Regions from separate parts of the Rattus norvegicus genome. Here region 2 is linked to region 1. The links are chromatin contacts, called in public Hi-C maps. All regions are on one chromosome and are shown on one strand. The core of a region is the stretch at or near the end of the contact, and the rest is flanking DNA. Distances in the headings are between cores, read along the strand shown.

Evidence for each region. Hi-C and Micro-C count contacts between places; a contact is called where the count stands out from the background.
Region 2: a contact with region 1 is called in a Hi-C map of Schwann cells, with 4 times the contacts expected there. The contact joins the enhancer-like site here to the promoter of Ebf1 in region 1. A contact is called at or near these places in 4 of 12 Hi-C or Micro-C datasets (the A7r5 cell line, Schwann cells, kidney and 1 more).

Annotation. Positions count from the first base shown.
Region 1 is chr10:29,596,836-29,604,685 of GRCr8, reverse strand. Ebf1 (EBF transcription factor 1) reads right to left here and starts at 2,765. Exons shown (of 16, transcript NM_053820.2): 1 at 2,344-2,765; 2 at 135-291. The coding sequence starts at 2,477.
Region 2 is chr10:29,880,041-29,887,890 of GRCr8, reverse strand. The region is part of intron 8 of Ebf1 (EBF transcription factor 1); the gene reads right to left. It overlaps LOC120095079 (a long non-coding RNA gene), which reads left to right and starts at 6,665. Exons shown (of 3, transcript XR_005490166.2): 1 at 6,665-6,744. Within about 2 kb of position 2,975, at least 1 of the 93 cell types and tissues checked has an H3K27ac peak or open chromatin away from gene starts, as enhancers often do. A contact at or near this core is called in Schwann cells, where this site is marked.

The sequences.
Region 1 (7,850 bases), core at 1,516-4,015:
GGCGAGGGGGCGGGGGTGGGGGGCTCTCACAGGAGTGTGAGCAAAGCTTTGCCCACACATGGAGGCGGCTTCTAAGGAGCCTGGGCCTTCTCTCTGAGCCCGGGACTACTGGGGACTGCGTTGCGCCCACTTACTTTTTCCTTCTCCACGAACCCCACAAAGGCCGTCCTCTCAATCTCCACGGGCTGGCCCTGTCTGTCGTAGAGGGCCAGGACGAAGTGGAAGAAGTTGGATTTCCGCAGGTTAGAAGGCGGCTGCTTCTCAAAGTGAGCCCGGGCCAGACCCACCCCGCTGCGACCAAAGACGCAGAGTTAGATGGCTAACCCAGACTGTGTCCCGCACCCCTCTGTCACCCAGGACACGCGAGCGAACCCCCCAACACCCACCTTCTCTGCTCCCAAAACATCTCCTGGGCTCCTTCCATGACCCATCAGGAGCTCTAGCGCGGCTGAGGAACCGCACAAATGTCACTCATGTCCCTGTCCTCCCCTTCCAGAGACAGCGGGTCATCAGAACTCAGAGGTGTGAAAGTTTTGTTTGGGTTTTGGGTAGGAGATGAAACGCTACAATCTTTACTCCACTGGAAGCGCACTGCGTGGAGAGGAAACGTGACCGTGGGTGAAGCGAAAGGGGGTTAAAGAGAAAGTGCGCAGTTTACTACTTCGAAGGCCAGGGCGTGGGAATGGGTTCCAACTACGCCTCCAAATCTCGCAAGTAAGTGGGCAGGTGGAAATGTATGCAGGGATGCTAGGCTGCTCGCTGCAGCAGCCACCCTCCAGGAAATTCCCTGGCCTCCTCCAGCTGCCGGTAGCCGGCCTCAGCACGCTAATTTTCTACACAAACACAAGCAAGGGGAGAAGGGTCCCAGATTGGGACTCGCGGCTATTAGAAATGATCGATCGCCATTGGAAAGGGAACTGGGGCGTTCTGTTTTACTGTTGTAGGTGGCTGTTGTTGTTTGGTTTAATTGTTTAATGAAAGACCTGTCTTGACAAAGTTTTGCCATTCTGAAAAATCATCCTCACACATTGCAGAAACCAAGGCTGCTTGGCTGAGAAGATCCGTCTGGGACTGGGGACTGAAGATTGGGGTGCCCGGGAACACCACAATGTCAGCCCAAACTGCAGGACACTGGCGGGCAACACACACACACACACACACACACACACACACACACACACACACTTTCGCTTCCAGCCTAGTTACCCAATTCACTCTCACTACCAACCACTCCCAACCCTGTGCTCAGCGGGATGGAAACGGTACAGGACAGTTGTCCCTAGTCCTTGCCCCCCCCCCAAAAAAACTGGAAAGATGGAATTACTCTCCCTTCTCCCTCTGCACCTTATATGTCTAATGGGGCCTGGGCCCACAAACTTTTCCCTAAGCCCAGCTGGTGGCCAAGAATGAAAAGAGCAAGGTACCATTTCTCACTTGGGACCAGGAGCCCCTGGACAGGGCACTGGGTGTGTCCAGGGAAGTTCCTCAAGTTGGCCTCCAAGAGCATGGCTTCCAAGCCACTCAGTGTAGGGTCTGGAGAGCTGGAGAGGGACTGGAGGAGTCCAAGGTGACAGGGGATGAGAAAGGCTTTTAGGAGATGTGAGAATTAAAGTTGGAAATCACTCCTCTACAGGCAGACTGAGAAAAACTGAAGGCTAAGGGGTGGAGAGAGGGGAGAGTAAAGAACCAGATAGGAGAGAAATGGGGAGAGAATATAGGGAGGAGACAGCCGGGTGAGGAAAGAGTAAAGAAAAAAGAAGGGTGAAACTGAGAAGGAAAGAAAGAGAAAAAGAGTGGGGAAGGACAAGGAAAAATTAAAGAAGGTAGAAAAAAGAAAGGAAAGATAGGGAGAAAGGAAAGAAATGTGAAATGAAATGGAAAGGAAGAAAGAAAGGGGAGAGAAGAAAATTAAGAAAAAAGAGAAGAGAGAAGGAACGGGGGAAAGGGAAAGAACTGAAGAGAAATTAAGGAAGCGAAGGGAAGGGAAGGAGAAGGGGAAAAATATATAGCCACCCAGAAAAGAAAACAAGCGGTCAGAAAAGCGCAGCTATCCAACACCGTGCTGCAGAGACTCCTCTTCTGGGTTAAAACAAAACGAAAACACTCGCAGATGGGGCTGCGGAAAGTGCCGACAAAGCTTGGGCTCGGCTCCCTCCGGCAGCTCGCTGTTCTCTGGCCGGCGGCGACGAGTGCTGCGCAGCCGGGGAGCGCGGAGCCCAGGCGGCGAGCGCAGCGCAGCGGCAGACGCACTCGCGTGGCCGGGCCCCGGGTAGCGGCGCCGCGGTCTCCGGGCTCTCCCGCTAGCCGGCGGCCTCTCCTCCACGGTCCCCCAGCGGTACCCACCTCTGCGCCGCTGTGTTGGCGTCCAGCACCCCGGCGCCCTGCATCCACGTCCGCACCGCGTTCATGCCGCTGCCCAGCGGCTCTTCCTTCATACTGCTTCCACTCCGTTGGATGCTTTCCTGGATCCCAAACATGAAAACAACCTTTTCTTGTGGAAAATCTCCTCCCCTTTGAAAATATTAAAAAAAAAAAAGGAAAAAAAAAACTCCAACCACAGATTTTTTTTTTTTGAGTCGATGAAACTCGCGCTACATCAAGGCGGGCTGAAAAGCAAAATTTTTAAAAATGTAAACCTTCGCTCAAAACTGAGCGATAACAAGGAGGGGGGGGCGAGGGAAAAAAAAGAAAGGGAAAATCCAACGAAAAGACCAAAATTAAGAAAAAACAGAGATGTATGCTTGGCTGTTGGGGGTTGTTTGGTTGGTTGGTTTTGAGTTTGGGTGCTTTTTTTTTCCTTTTTTTTTTTTTTTTGCTTTTTTTTTTTTTTTTTTGCTTTTTTTTTCTTTTTGTAGTAATCACAGGCCGTTGGAGAACAGGAGGGGCTGGAGTTTCCTTTTGTAGCGGTACCTTCACTTGAAGAAGCAGGAAGAAAAAAACCACCCTGATGACAATTTAAGAAACAATAGATACGACTCTCGAAGCCGGCTTGGCTACTTGAAGTGTCATTTTCCACAACCAGGCAAGTTTTTTTCTCTCTCTCTTTTTTTCCTCCTCCTCTCTCAACCAAAGATGTTTCTTTCCTTTCCGTGCGTGTAGATGAGGACGCTGGTTGCTGTAGACAGATACACCGGAGAGGGTGGGGGGAAGGGGAGAGAGAGGGAAAGAGGAAGGGGGGGAGGGAAAGAGATAGAAAAAGAGAGGAGAGGGAGAAAGAGAGGGGTGGACCCTGCTGGATGGAGATTCTGTTTTCTCCTTGCTAAAATAGAAGTGATTTGCAGGCTCTCCCTGTGGAATCCAGTTTGACTCTCCCTAGAGCTAAACACAGGCACACTAACCCCAAAGGGAAGGAGGCGGGGCCCTCGCAGCCTGGACACGCCCCTTCTTTGCATAACGTCATCCTTCCGCCTTATCGCAGCCAATCGCAGCTCCCGAGCTGGCTTGTTCACAGAGCCTGGCCACACTCCCTCATTAACATCCTTCTCTGGGTGGCGCAGGGGAGCCGCCAAAGTTCCCGGCAAAGTGGCGAACGAGGGAGCTCTGAGCACCAGCATCTAGGCTGGAGGGAGCTCGGCCGTAAAGAGCAAGAAAGGGGGCAGAGGGAAGGAGATGGAGGTATCCTGAGCCGAAGGGGTATGCGCCATGGCAGTTCCTGAGCATCCCCTCAGCGCCCAGAGCGCGACGGAGGCGTACTGACTGCGTTCTCCCTGGGCAGACGCCTAGTCCCTTGCTCGGCTGTCCTAGGACTTCGGGGGCAAACTTGGAGGAAAAAGGACTGACCAGGCAGAAAAGCCAGGATGCCCATCCCAGGTGCCCAGCTCTTCTCTCTGAAGCAAGGGTAGCGGGTTGAACTTTGTGTGCGAGCAAGATCGAGACTTGTGGGCCCTCGGAAGACACACTGTCTCCGTGTCAGGAGAGGTAGAGAAGCCTATTGCCCCAACGAATACTTTAGTAGATCGCACAAGGGATTGTGTGATCCAGACTCGGTCCTTAGCAGGCCTCTGAAATGCCTCTGATTCTGGGGTTAGCCCAGACACAAACGCTGTTGGGCGCGGTTCTTACTCGGTCACTTCAGCAGTCTCTTAAGAATGAATAGGTCTCTGGGACTGTGCCAGGGTGAGACTCTAAATATCTTCAGATCCCCAAACCCCTCTCCTGCTCCGCAAAGTAGCTTTATTTTTCCTTACCAACACAGCAAGGATGTTGCCTTCTCTGATTAGCTGGTTATTTGGCACACAGAGTTCTTTCTGTTAAACGCGAAGGGGGCTTAAGCCAACTTCCATCACAACCGCAGGGAGACTGGGAAGTAGGGAAGAGAGATGAGAGCGAGGGAGGGAAAGGAAGGAAAGAGGAGGAAGTGGATAAGGTGGAAGAATGTAAGGGGAGAAAAAGAAGGAAGGAAGAAAGGACGGAAGGAAGGAAGGGAGGAAGGAAAAGGAGGAGGAAGAGGGTAACTTGTCTCCCACTCCCACCTCAGGCCTATTGGCCTTGGTGTTGTGGCTGAAGAGGAAATGGGTGGAAGTTTATGGGTAATATGCCTGCCCCATCATTATTTTTTTTAAAAAGATGCAACGTTTAATAAGCTCATGGTAAACTGTATCATTACCCTCAGAGGACATCCTGGATGCAGTCAAGGCTGCTAAGGACTCCTTGGGGGAAAATTCTTTGCCCCAAATCTAGATTCCCTTTTCTTCTGGTCTTCCTTGGCCCTCTGATTTATAAAATGTATCACTGTCAGCGATGGAAAGGAACACACATCCCTGTTGAATGGAACAATTAAGGCCAGCAAATGTAATGCTTGGTGTGTCTGTCCAAGGAGGAAAGTGGAGCCCTTTTGTGATGAAAGATTGGGTGTATTCCAAGACTACAGGTTGAATGCATGGCCACTATCTTCAGACACAACTTTATCTATTATCTAGCTCCCAGACTATTTATCTGGACTACACATGTGCTGGGACATTTTTTTTCTGGTACCATAATTAATGCCATCTCCTCCAAGCCATCTCAGCAGAGATCATCTGATCCCATAGCATATGCCAGAGTTTCTGGCAAACAGTAGGTAGAGTGTGTGTGTGTGTGTGTGTGTGTGTGTGTGTGTGTAAAACCTTCCTCATCTCTTTAGAATTTAAATGTACAATTGTAGCTGGGCCTATTAAACTTTTTCCAAAGCTCCAAGCTTTTGCTGATGTCCCAGACCCAGGATCTTCTTAACTTCAGGGCTTCACAAAATGAGTTCATTCCTTAGGTTCAGAGGTGATCCTTTAAGGTAGGGGCATCAGGAAGCAGGGGCCACCCTCCTGCAATGGGTCCCGGGAAGTCCTAGCTTAAGACTCAGGCCTCCCTCCTTAAGTACTTGAGTCTCAAGACTTTTTAGTAATCAGACCAAAGCATTAACGTTGTATGTAGTAGGGTAGAGGTCCTGGTGGTGGAAAGCACACAGTCAGGAAAAGATCATTGCTGGAAAAGAAGAAATGCGGTCATACTGAGGCCTGCGATTAACAAGAGTCACAGAGAATATAGACATCTGGACGTCATCCACGAAGGATCCTGGTGCCACTCAGTACATGAAACCCACTATCCCAAAAAAAAGAGCCTGGTACAGAGAATGCTTTTTAGCTGTCCAGTTCTCCAGAAACTAGGAAGGAAGCAATGTTCATATCCATCCACTAAGCTAAAGGAGGAGAAGTAGAAGAAGTAAAAGTAGTAGTAGTAGTAGTAGTAGTAGTAGTAGTAGTAGTAGTACTGGGAGGAGGAGGAGGAAGAGGAGGAGGAGGAGGAAGAGGAGGAAGAGGAGGAGGAGGAAGAGGAGGAAGAGGAGGAAGAGGAGGAAGAGGAGGAGGTAGAGGAGGAAGAGGAGGAAGAGGAGGAGGAAGAGGAGGAGGAGGAAGAGGAGGAGGAAGAAGAGGAGGAAGAGGAGGAGGAAGAGGAGGAGGAAGAAGAGGAGGAAGAGGAGGAGGAGGAGGAAGAGGAGGAGGAGGAAGAGGAGGAAGAGGAGGAGGAAGAGGAGGAGGAAGAAGAGGAGGAAGAGGAGGAGGAGGAAGAGGAGGAAGAGGAGGAGGAGGAGGAGGAAGAGGAGGAGGAGGAAGAGGAGGAGGAGGAGGAGGAGAAGGAGGAGGAGGAGGAGAAGAATCTTTGGACAGCACAGCACAGATCCCCTTTGGCCTGACAGCCAGTGGGCACCTCACCTGGGATGGTGGTGACATATTTCACTGTCATTAAACAGAGTGCATTCGTAGGTTTTCATCTAGGTGAATTGCCTTTTAACTTGGCTTTTGCAGCCAATAATAAATGTTTAAGTATAAGGAGACTAGAAAGAGAGTGGAAAAGAGAGAGGGGCCTTACAGAAAACTGAGTGTTCTCTCTCTCTCTCTCTCTCTCTCTCTCTCTCTCTCTCTCTCTCTCTCCCTCCCTCCCTCCCTCCCAAGCTCCCTCCCTGCCAAGCTCCCTCCCTCTCCCCCTCTCCCCCCTCTCTCTGAACATTCAGATTCCTGGGCCTCGTTCACAGCTGCGCATAGGAGCCTCTGGCAATGGTACCTAGGAATCTATATTTAAAGACACTTAGGAAATCTTGCCTTCTCTCCAAACAAAGAGATAGGGAAGGAGCCACTGTAAAGAACAGGTTTCTTCTGGCATGATGTTTTCCTGTTGAACTTCTAGCACTTTCTTCAGCTCATGGGTGGTGGGGGGGTTCATGGATAGGTTCTCAGAGGGTTCACACTGCCAGGCAGGGCTGCCCAGCTGTCCTCCAGTGCTAGAGGAAGTTGAGGCTAGGGCACAAGAATCCCCTCCCTCTGTACCCTTCAAGCCTAACTTCTGGCACCCAGGCTGTCCCAAACATCTGTAAACCCAGACTCCCTCTCATGGGGCATATAAAATGATGCAATATTTTCTAGGGGCTCCGGTAGAACTATGCTCCCCTGCTTGCCCTTCAGTAAAAAGAAAGACACCCCTGAATTTAGTGAAACTGGGACCAGAAGGAATGTCCCAAGAAAAAAAAAGGGGATGGCTTTTGCTTGTCTGCCCCCAGGAGGCAGGCTTGGGACTTGTCCTGAAGCATGTTCTACTTTTCTCTTCTTGAGGACCCCCGCCCCGAGAGCCACCAATCCGGGAACCAACCCCTCACCTTTCTTAGCTGTCTTGCCAGAGGTAACTGCGACCCCAGTGGGAGAGCAGGCTCTTCATTCAGTGGTGGGAGGAACGGGAAATGGGCGACAAAGCGCCCGAGGCTCAAAGGCCCTCTGTCTCTGCGTGCTTCTGGGGAGTTGCGGGGGCCACTAGACTTCTGAGATGTGTGAGTGGGGCGGGCTGAAACCAGGCCACTCTCAGGGGAACCCCGCAGAGTGGCAGAGTTCGTAGCGACCTGGAGTCCCTGGGAAAGTGGGGTGTAGCCAGGCAAGGGCGAGGGCGATGAGAAGATACTACGGATGCAGCTTGGAGCTACCTGACACTGGGACCCGCGCACCCATTAAACCCTGGTCTGTCTGTCCCCGGGTGGCATCCACCCACCGCTATGGGGAGCGTGGGAGCCACAGGCCAGAACGCCACCGGAAATCCGGACTCTGATCCGGGCTTGCGACCTCACGGCGCTCCGGAAAAGTCCCTCCTTTGCTCATCCAGTCTCTGTCCCTGGGATAACCCTCCTCTTGTTGGAACCAACTAGAAAACTGAAGAAGAGAGTGACAACCACTCACAGAAGGTAGAGAATAGGCTGTATCGCAGAGACACAGTCAACGTGTGTGGGACCAGGCGCGGTGCGGTACCACAGAACTGTCCCTTCTCGCAATGAGCTGTGGCCTCTCTCTCGGGTTTCCCCCGGGATCGTCCCAGACAATAAATAGATTCCTTTTGTT
Region 2 (7,850 bases), core at 1,726-4,225, 280 kb before region 1:
CAATTTGCTTTTGAACAATAGCCACTGTGAGAAGAAAAAGGAAAGGAAGAATAAAAAAAAAAAAAGAATGGGAAAGAGAGAAATCATTCAGCTTCCAGTACATAACGTGTGTGCAGACAATTGCACTTGGGGACATTTCTGATCACCTCTCCCACCTCCAGAACATGCATATTCTCTTCGAATCACTTCAGAAGGCAGAAGAAATCACCGATGCCCTCAGCAGTTTAAAACTGTCTGACTTATAGAAATCAATGCTACAGGATGCTGGCGCCTGCCTTCTCGCAACCAGGAGCACTGAGCTCTTGATCAGCAAGGTGAATTTACAAGCTCGGCCTCCAATAGAAATGACCTATTTCATTGATAGAAAGCCAGGGTCTGGAGAGCCGTGTTTACCTCAGGGTTTATGGGTGGCCTTGGGAATAAGGGTTAATTGAGCTCAGAGGTGCCTGCCCATTGAGATGAATTAGTGGTGTGTGTGCCGATCAGCAGGGTCCTGGGGCTGCTCTTGTGTTTGCCTCTGAGATCCCTTTGTGCTCTGACCAATGCCTCACTTATTAGGGCAGCCATAACGATGACCCAGCTTCAAGGTCTATAAGATCTCGTTTCCAAAATAAGCGTTTGGCCATCATTGTTGCCCCATGCCAGAAGCCTCAGTAGAGATGTGCTCTGTGGCTCTGTTCCCTCCTTTCCCATCTTTGTATATCACGGGGAAAAAAAATACTCTTATCAATTGGCAAAATTTACAACCTCAGGAAGTTTCAAGTCATAGTCTATGTCTCCTGCTGGAATTCACTGTGAACTGTGAAGTAGGTACAAGGTTGCTCTCCGGTTCCATTGTGTCTATGCATGAGACATGTCAGATGCATTTCGCTAACGGTCCACCAACCAGCCCTGTATGAACAAGCAATTCTAAGAAGCAGGTACCTAGCTAAGCCTCCCAGAGGAGGTGGCAAGAACAGCACCAGCTTTTATTGGGATCTTAGTGAAGACCGGTAATCCATCGGACATCAATTCTATCATTCTACATTTACCATTTAGTACAGTCATTTGCTCCATGGAGACTGAAGTAGGTTCCAGAGGTTGAGACCTCACAGATTTGACACAAAACTCACAGGAAGTGCCAACCCCATATCAGGTATTCTGTATGCTAGTTTCTACCATAACCATTCATCATCATCGTCGTTATATTATTATTGTTTTTATTATTATTACTATCATTATTATCATTGGTCTTCTGGTAACTGGAGTTCATTTCTTTACTATAGTGCCCTGTGTGTTCATCATTTGGAGTTTTTCTATTTTTATTATATAGAGTTTGTCTACGGTTTATTATCAAACCGTCCTAAGTGTTTTTAGCTACTTGCTAGTGGGTTAGCTGAATGGACTGACACTGCAACATCCCAAAGCAGAGCGAGTTATCGTCGTTTGTTTTCCTTCTTGAAGATAGTTGTCTGAAATGAATGCTCATCAGGAAATGTATCAGAACTGTTTCATATGCAGCATCTTTACTGTTAACATTCTAAGGGTGGATGCTTGGCAGAAAATGCAAAACCTGTAGGCTGGACTCTTTTAACTTTTAACGTATTTTTGTCTGTCTGTTGACGGTGAAGGGGGGGTGTTATACACATTCGAGAGTACACACGTAGAGTGTGGAGTGACCACAGGAGATTCAGCTCGATAGGACAACGTGAGGGGGTATGTTCTTCCCTTCCTCCATGTGGGTTACTTGTAATCAAACTTGTCTTTGTAAGTCTTGGCAGCAGCAAGCGCCTTTACCTGACGAATCATCTTGCCAGTCCGAGCTGAGCTCCTTCCAATGGTACCTTTGTGCGCTCATCAAACCTCTCTCCTGTGTATCTGCTGGGTTTGAATGATGCTGTGTTTGGGAGTAACCCCATTCCAGAAGCTCTTGGGCTATAGAAGATCCCCATTTCTACTCAGTGAGCCGTCTCAATAATCTGTCATGCTACTCGTTTGAGGGAAATGATTATTTTCCCCAACTCTTCCTTTGTTTCCAAGCAATCAGTTAAAGACAAGAAGGGGACCAGAGAGAGGGTTTGACACTAGCTGGAAGGCTAGCCCTCTCCACCCTCACCATGCACAGGGTCTGTTATTGGGCCAAATGTCCTCCAACAGTGTGCCTGAGAAGTTAGTAGTCACTACAACACCACATTAGGCATTTACCACCCGCCAGGGGCGGACCCATGTGCAGAAGGCAAACACCACCACCACCACAGGTGCCCCCCAACCACAAGAAACACAGCCCTGTCCCAAAAGCTACAGCAACACACATGCTGCTCTGAGGAGTTACCCGGGTCTGGTTCTGCTTTTCTTTATGGTCCTCTGCAAACACAGGGTGTAGTTAAGTATTTTATCACTTATTAGAGTGTGTTTCATTTTGCTATTGATCTGCATTTACTGCTTTGTCTAGCAAAACATCTAGATGTTGCTTTGCAAAAGAATTATAGTATTTTATATACAAGAGTCTCTCTCTCTGTCTCTGTCTCTGTCTCTGTCTCTCTCTCTGTCTCTCTCTCTCTCTCTCTCTCTCTCTCTCTCTCTCTCTGTGTGTGTGTGTGTGGTGTTTGTCACTTTAAAGGGAAATGCACGCCATGATATAGAGGTTTCTCAATGCCAGATGCAATTAAACCTATTAAATATTCCATGAGGAAATCGAGACTTTCAAGTGCTTTGCATCCTTTATCCCAAAGTGACTTCATCTGGCAGGAAAAAAAAAAAAAAAAACCTTGCTCTGACAGCATTAATGGCTCTGAAAAAGGAGGAAAGGAGAAACCTCCCAGTCACTAGATGGAAACATTGCTCCAAAGACTGTTCCTATAAAGGCAGGAAGTGGTTCTCCTCCACTTGGCCCAAGAGATGCCACCTGCCAATCACAGACCCGGTCCACACGCTCTCCACTTCCTACTTAATTTTCTGCTTTCTTGTTTCTTTTGAGGTTCTGAGTACCACCAGTGGGCACAGCAGAGCCTGAGCAAGAGAAGGGCATAAGTGTGGTCACAACTGTATTCTGGAACATTCCAGGGCAGCTGGTTCTGAATTTCTAAGTCTGTCTCTCTGAGATCCAGAACTCTTGTTCACTTTTGCTCTTCAGGGCTGTTTTACAATTTAGCTGTGGGGGAAAAAAAATCTTGACATTTTGATGTGCCTATAACTTCTAAATTGCACTTGAAAGATTGTTGAAGGCTTTTGGATTTAATGACAGGCAACAAAGCATTGTTTCATAATATACAAAAATTGTTTGTTAAATACACACAGAAGCTCAGAATTTTGTGACTCAAGGAGGGCTGAATACACTCCATTCCAACTTGCATTTCGCATGTGACTCAGAATTAAAATGCACAGAATTCTAATTCTGAAACAGTGAAAGGCAAATGTCGCCACGAGCTCTCTCTCTCCTCCCCTTGTTCTGTGATTGTCAGCCACTCCATTGCTAAGTAATATGGGGAAATAGTCATGGAGGGTAGGCAAACCCTCAGAATGAATTATTCATGGATCCAATTGTGCTATTTGTCGAAGCAGTCATGAAACTGCTTGCCTCTGAGGACACCATGAGTAAATAATTCCCTTTTTTTCCCAACTAGGGAAACTTTTTTGCACAAAATGATTTTTACCCTTTTCTCCTAATTAACTTGCTGTATGAACAGTTTGAGGAAGGAGAGCCAAGGAGGCAGAGGAGTGGTAAACATCCCCACAAACACCCGATATTAAGGAAAGGGGAAAACCATTTCCAGATTGAACAACAACCACAATAAAATCATGTAGCCACTTCTTCAAGGAATACACTAGCCTTTATTCACAAGCAATCTTCCTAGGCTGGGAAAATCATAAAGTCAAATATGAACATGTCCAGTGGAAAATCTGTGACATTAATCTTGGCTAGAGTCGTATTTTTAACAGGACTTGAATGTGTGTGTGGGATTATCCAGATGGCCATACAGGAATCAGCCTGATAGGATTAAACCTTTATGCTGAACTCCACTCCATCTGTTCACCAAGGCTTGCCTTTCCTCAGCGGAATATGAATTTTTAGCTCTCTTGTGTCTGGGAGCAGGACTCAGGGTTCAGGGAAAGGAGAGACGCGTGCACGTGATTTGACATTACAGGAGTCTGGCTTGGTTCACATGAAAAAAAATGCGCTAAAAAGTTTAAAAGCATTTCAGACCTACTCTTTGTTTTTGGCCCCAAGGTTTCTTCTCCTTACTGAATTTTAGGGTTTATTTAATGTACTGTCAGCCTAGGTATGGATGGGGACATTTGCCTGAAAAAGCAGAATAGGGAGATGAGTGTGGTGACATGTATACAGATGATGTATGTTGCTGAATGGATGACTCGGACAGAAAACAGTCACCTGGGCTTTCCCCAGCCCTCACTACAAGAGGGTTAGTATTAGGCGTTTTAAAACCAATTAGAGGCTACTATTCTCATTGTCATTTCTGCCAGATTTTTGTATGTTTCTTGGAATAGATTTTGTATGTTTCTTGGAGTACTTTTTTGGCCTGGGGAGGCTGTAGTTTATAGATCCATCTTGAATAAACTGAGTTTAATTCAGTTGATGCTCCTTGCGTATCCTCAGACACAGTAGCCAACCAACTTAGTCTTTCAACTAGACCAGTTGGATTATGGGAGCACTCAGGTTAGTAGCCGGGGAACCACCAAAAGGCACTGCCTGTAGTGGGTCTAGAATTACCACCTCTGCCTCAATGATGAACCACCTAGAGGAGAGGGGCTATGACAAACTTCCCAGCTACACCTGGTATGAATATATGGCTACATTACATGAATGAAGGATCTTAAAGAGCCTTGCTCATCAGCCATTTACAGCAGTCACATGACCAGTAGATGTGTTTGTATGTTCGTGAAGAGAACTGTGACAGACACCTGCCATGGGCATTGGCCCTAAAAGCAGAAGGGCCCCAGAGTAATCTAGCACCGGTCTATGGACATCCCATCCACTCTTTCACAGTGATTCCACACATGTGGCTGTGGACACAGCAGACCATCAAATAAGTTAGCCTTTCCAGATACAGGCATGGCTGTTGTGTCTAAGTAGTTCCCTTCCCTGAACAACTTACAGGGCAGAGCACAGTGAAACTTCCTATCCAGACTTTAGTATGCTGCTAGAATGTGTGCGTATACTCTTTGATCTCCTCAATTCACAAAAATTATAACTAGGGGATAAGGGGTGGTTCCCATTCTGGAAATAGATGGTTCTAAGTTGTAGACCCCACCACCACACCACCACCATAGCCATACACCACAAACACACACACACACACACACACACACACACACACACACACACACACACACAAAATCTACTCCTGTAACATGGACATGTACACATATATAGGCTCAGAGTTTACCCTTCATATTTTATTATCCATGAGGCTAATTCACTGTAATTCAACCTCATAATTTAACCTGTTTAGCCCGATGTAGGAGCCACCATCCACAAATAACTTATTTGATGTTTGATTAATATGAAAATTTCTCTACTTTCTCATATTACTCATATTGCCAGAGGTGAGGAGTTACTGGACAAAAACACTGGTAGAACTTCATCTTCACAGTGTTCTATCAGACAGCACGGATCTTGGGACCACATTTAGATAATTGAGTCTCTAACGGTTAATCATAACTGCCAGTTCTGAGGTACCCTACACATTCCAGGAGAGCTGCTAGGAGTGATACCTTCAAATCCTGCCAAAAATGACTACAAAACAAGCCCTCACAGGAGCAGGCAGGGAGTTAATTCGACAGGAAAAGGACACATGAAGTAGATATAACTGCTGACCTTGGAGTATATGGGCCCTGCCTTAGCAGCTCTTTAATTTATAAGAAGAATTTGCATCCAGATTTTTTTTCTATATAATCTTACTTTTGTCAGCAACAAAATTCTAACTAAAGTTAGTCGAAGAAGTAATGAGATTCACTGGGACATTTGCAAACACACATGTCATTTTAATCTGGTCCTATTTGTGACCCTCACTTACCACCCCTTCATTCTACCATGCCACCCTCTTGCTAATTCAAAATATTATGCAAAACACAGCCCAAGCCAACATAGGACTAGAGGCTAGATTCCTACCCATAATCCACCAGGGCACCAAGCCTATGACTCCTCCCCAAGTCAGCAATTAATTCTGAGTCTCTTGCTGCAGTGACTAATGCTGCCCTTGACTCATCAAACAATAAATGTAAAGCAGAGGCACGTGCATGCATCCTGGTTCTGCTTTGCTCCTAGAGCCAGCAGCAGCTCCTGAGCCCGTCTTCACACAACTTCTGTATAAGCGGTTGGGCAGAAGTGCCCTGGAGAATTTCCGCTGCCATTATGCAAGAGAGCATAGATAGTGACTTTTTAAGGAACCTCAGTTTTGTACTTGAGCTGCCTTTTCAACCTTGCCCAGCTTTTCATAAGCGACGGGCCCTGCTTTTCGCCGTTGCAAATAACTCCCTGTTTGTACTTCTCTTCACAAGAACAGCCGCCGAGGCAAATGAGAGGTGGAGTGAACTTTCATGACTGGGAGCCTTATCATCCTGGACCAGTTTCCTCTCCTCCCTAACATGGCCAGCAGTGCTGCAAGCCGGCGTTTGTTACAGCACAGATGTTTCCGTGGTGATGATCTGTGACGTCACGGGGACAGAAATGTGGATCATCAAACTTAATCTGCCCATGATGAGGGAAGAGGAGTGGGAATTCCATCTCTGTGTAAGCTTTATGAGGTACTGATTCAACTTCCGGCAGGACTGTTCAGGATCTGAACTATCCTGTCAGAACTGTGAGAAAGAAAAAAAATGCATTTGCCTTTTCCAATTTGTTTCTACAACACAATAATTGTGTTCAAAACTAAATGAAATGGGTGCCAGTTCTCACCCTCTTGAGTATTGCTGACTTCCCCCATCCCACCCTAGAGGTAGGTCTGGGCTCAGATACAACACTGCGTGTGGATCCAAGGTTCCTCAGCTCCCAGTCCAGTTTCAGTCTTTACCTCTAGGTGCAAATCCCTTTTCCTAACTCCCAGCTTCTGCCGCTTTCATTGGGGGTAGTAGTTATTTTTAAAAGCCCACTTCACAAGGGCTGCAGTGAATATAAATGAGCTAATTGATGCTCAGAGTAAGGGTGGGGAATAAATGCGAGATGGGAATAAGAATGATGAAGAAGAAAATGATTCCTCTCAAGAAGAAGGGGCATGCATAAATGCAAGCGCAGGTGAAATGGCCCTGGCATTTTTTCCTCAGCAAAGTTTCCACAGTTCTTCACCAGAAAGACCCAGCTTCTGCATGAAGCTGATGGTTTCTAGCCTCGTCTAGAAAACTCGGACCAGTCTCAAGCTCTCCTTGGTCATTCAAGAGCCACTCCCCCTTGCTCATCAAGCTTAACCTTGATGTCTGTGTGTAGACACACTCCTATGCACAACTCTGTGTGTATGTGTGTGTGTGTGTGTGTGTGCATGTGTGTCTGTGTACATGTGTGTGGAGAATCAGCCTAACCAGTCAACACATCTCATGCAGACAGGAATCCCACCCATTGGCACAGTGATGGATGATGACGGTACTTGGCATTTAATGCCTGGTGATTTGAACACTGGTTGGTGCTCGAAGGCTTTCCCATCGATATTGACATTGATCGGTAGACAAGCTCAAGAAGATTATTCTACTCTGTAGATGAACAAGTTGCAGCTCAGAGACATCCACATTTGAGATTTTCAAAATCTACTTTGATTGATGAAGCCCAGCCTCCCTTCAGTTTTGTTGCTTATCTGAAATATCTGAGTATCCTATAAACACAGCCAACGTTCCGTAAAATACCAGTTGTGTAATTCCTTGTC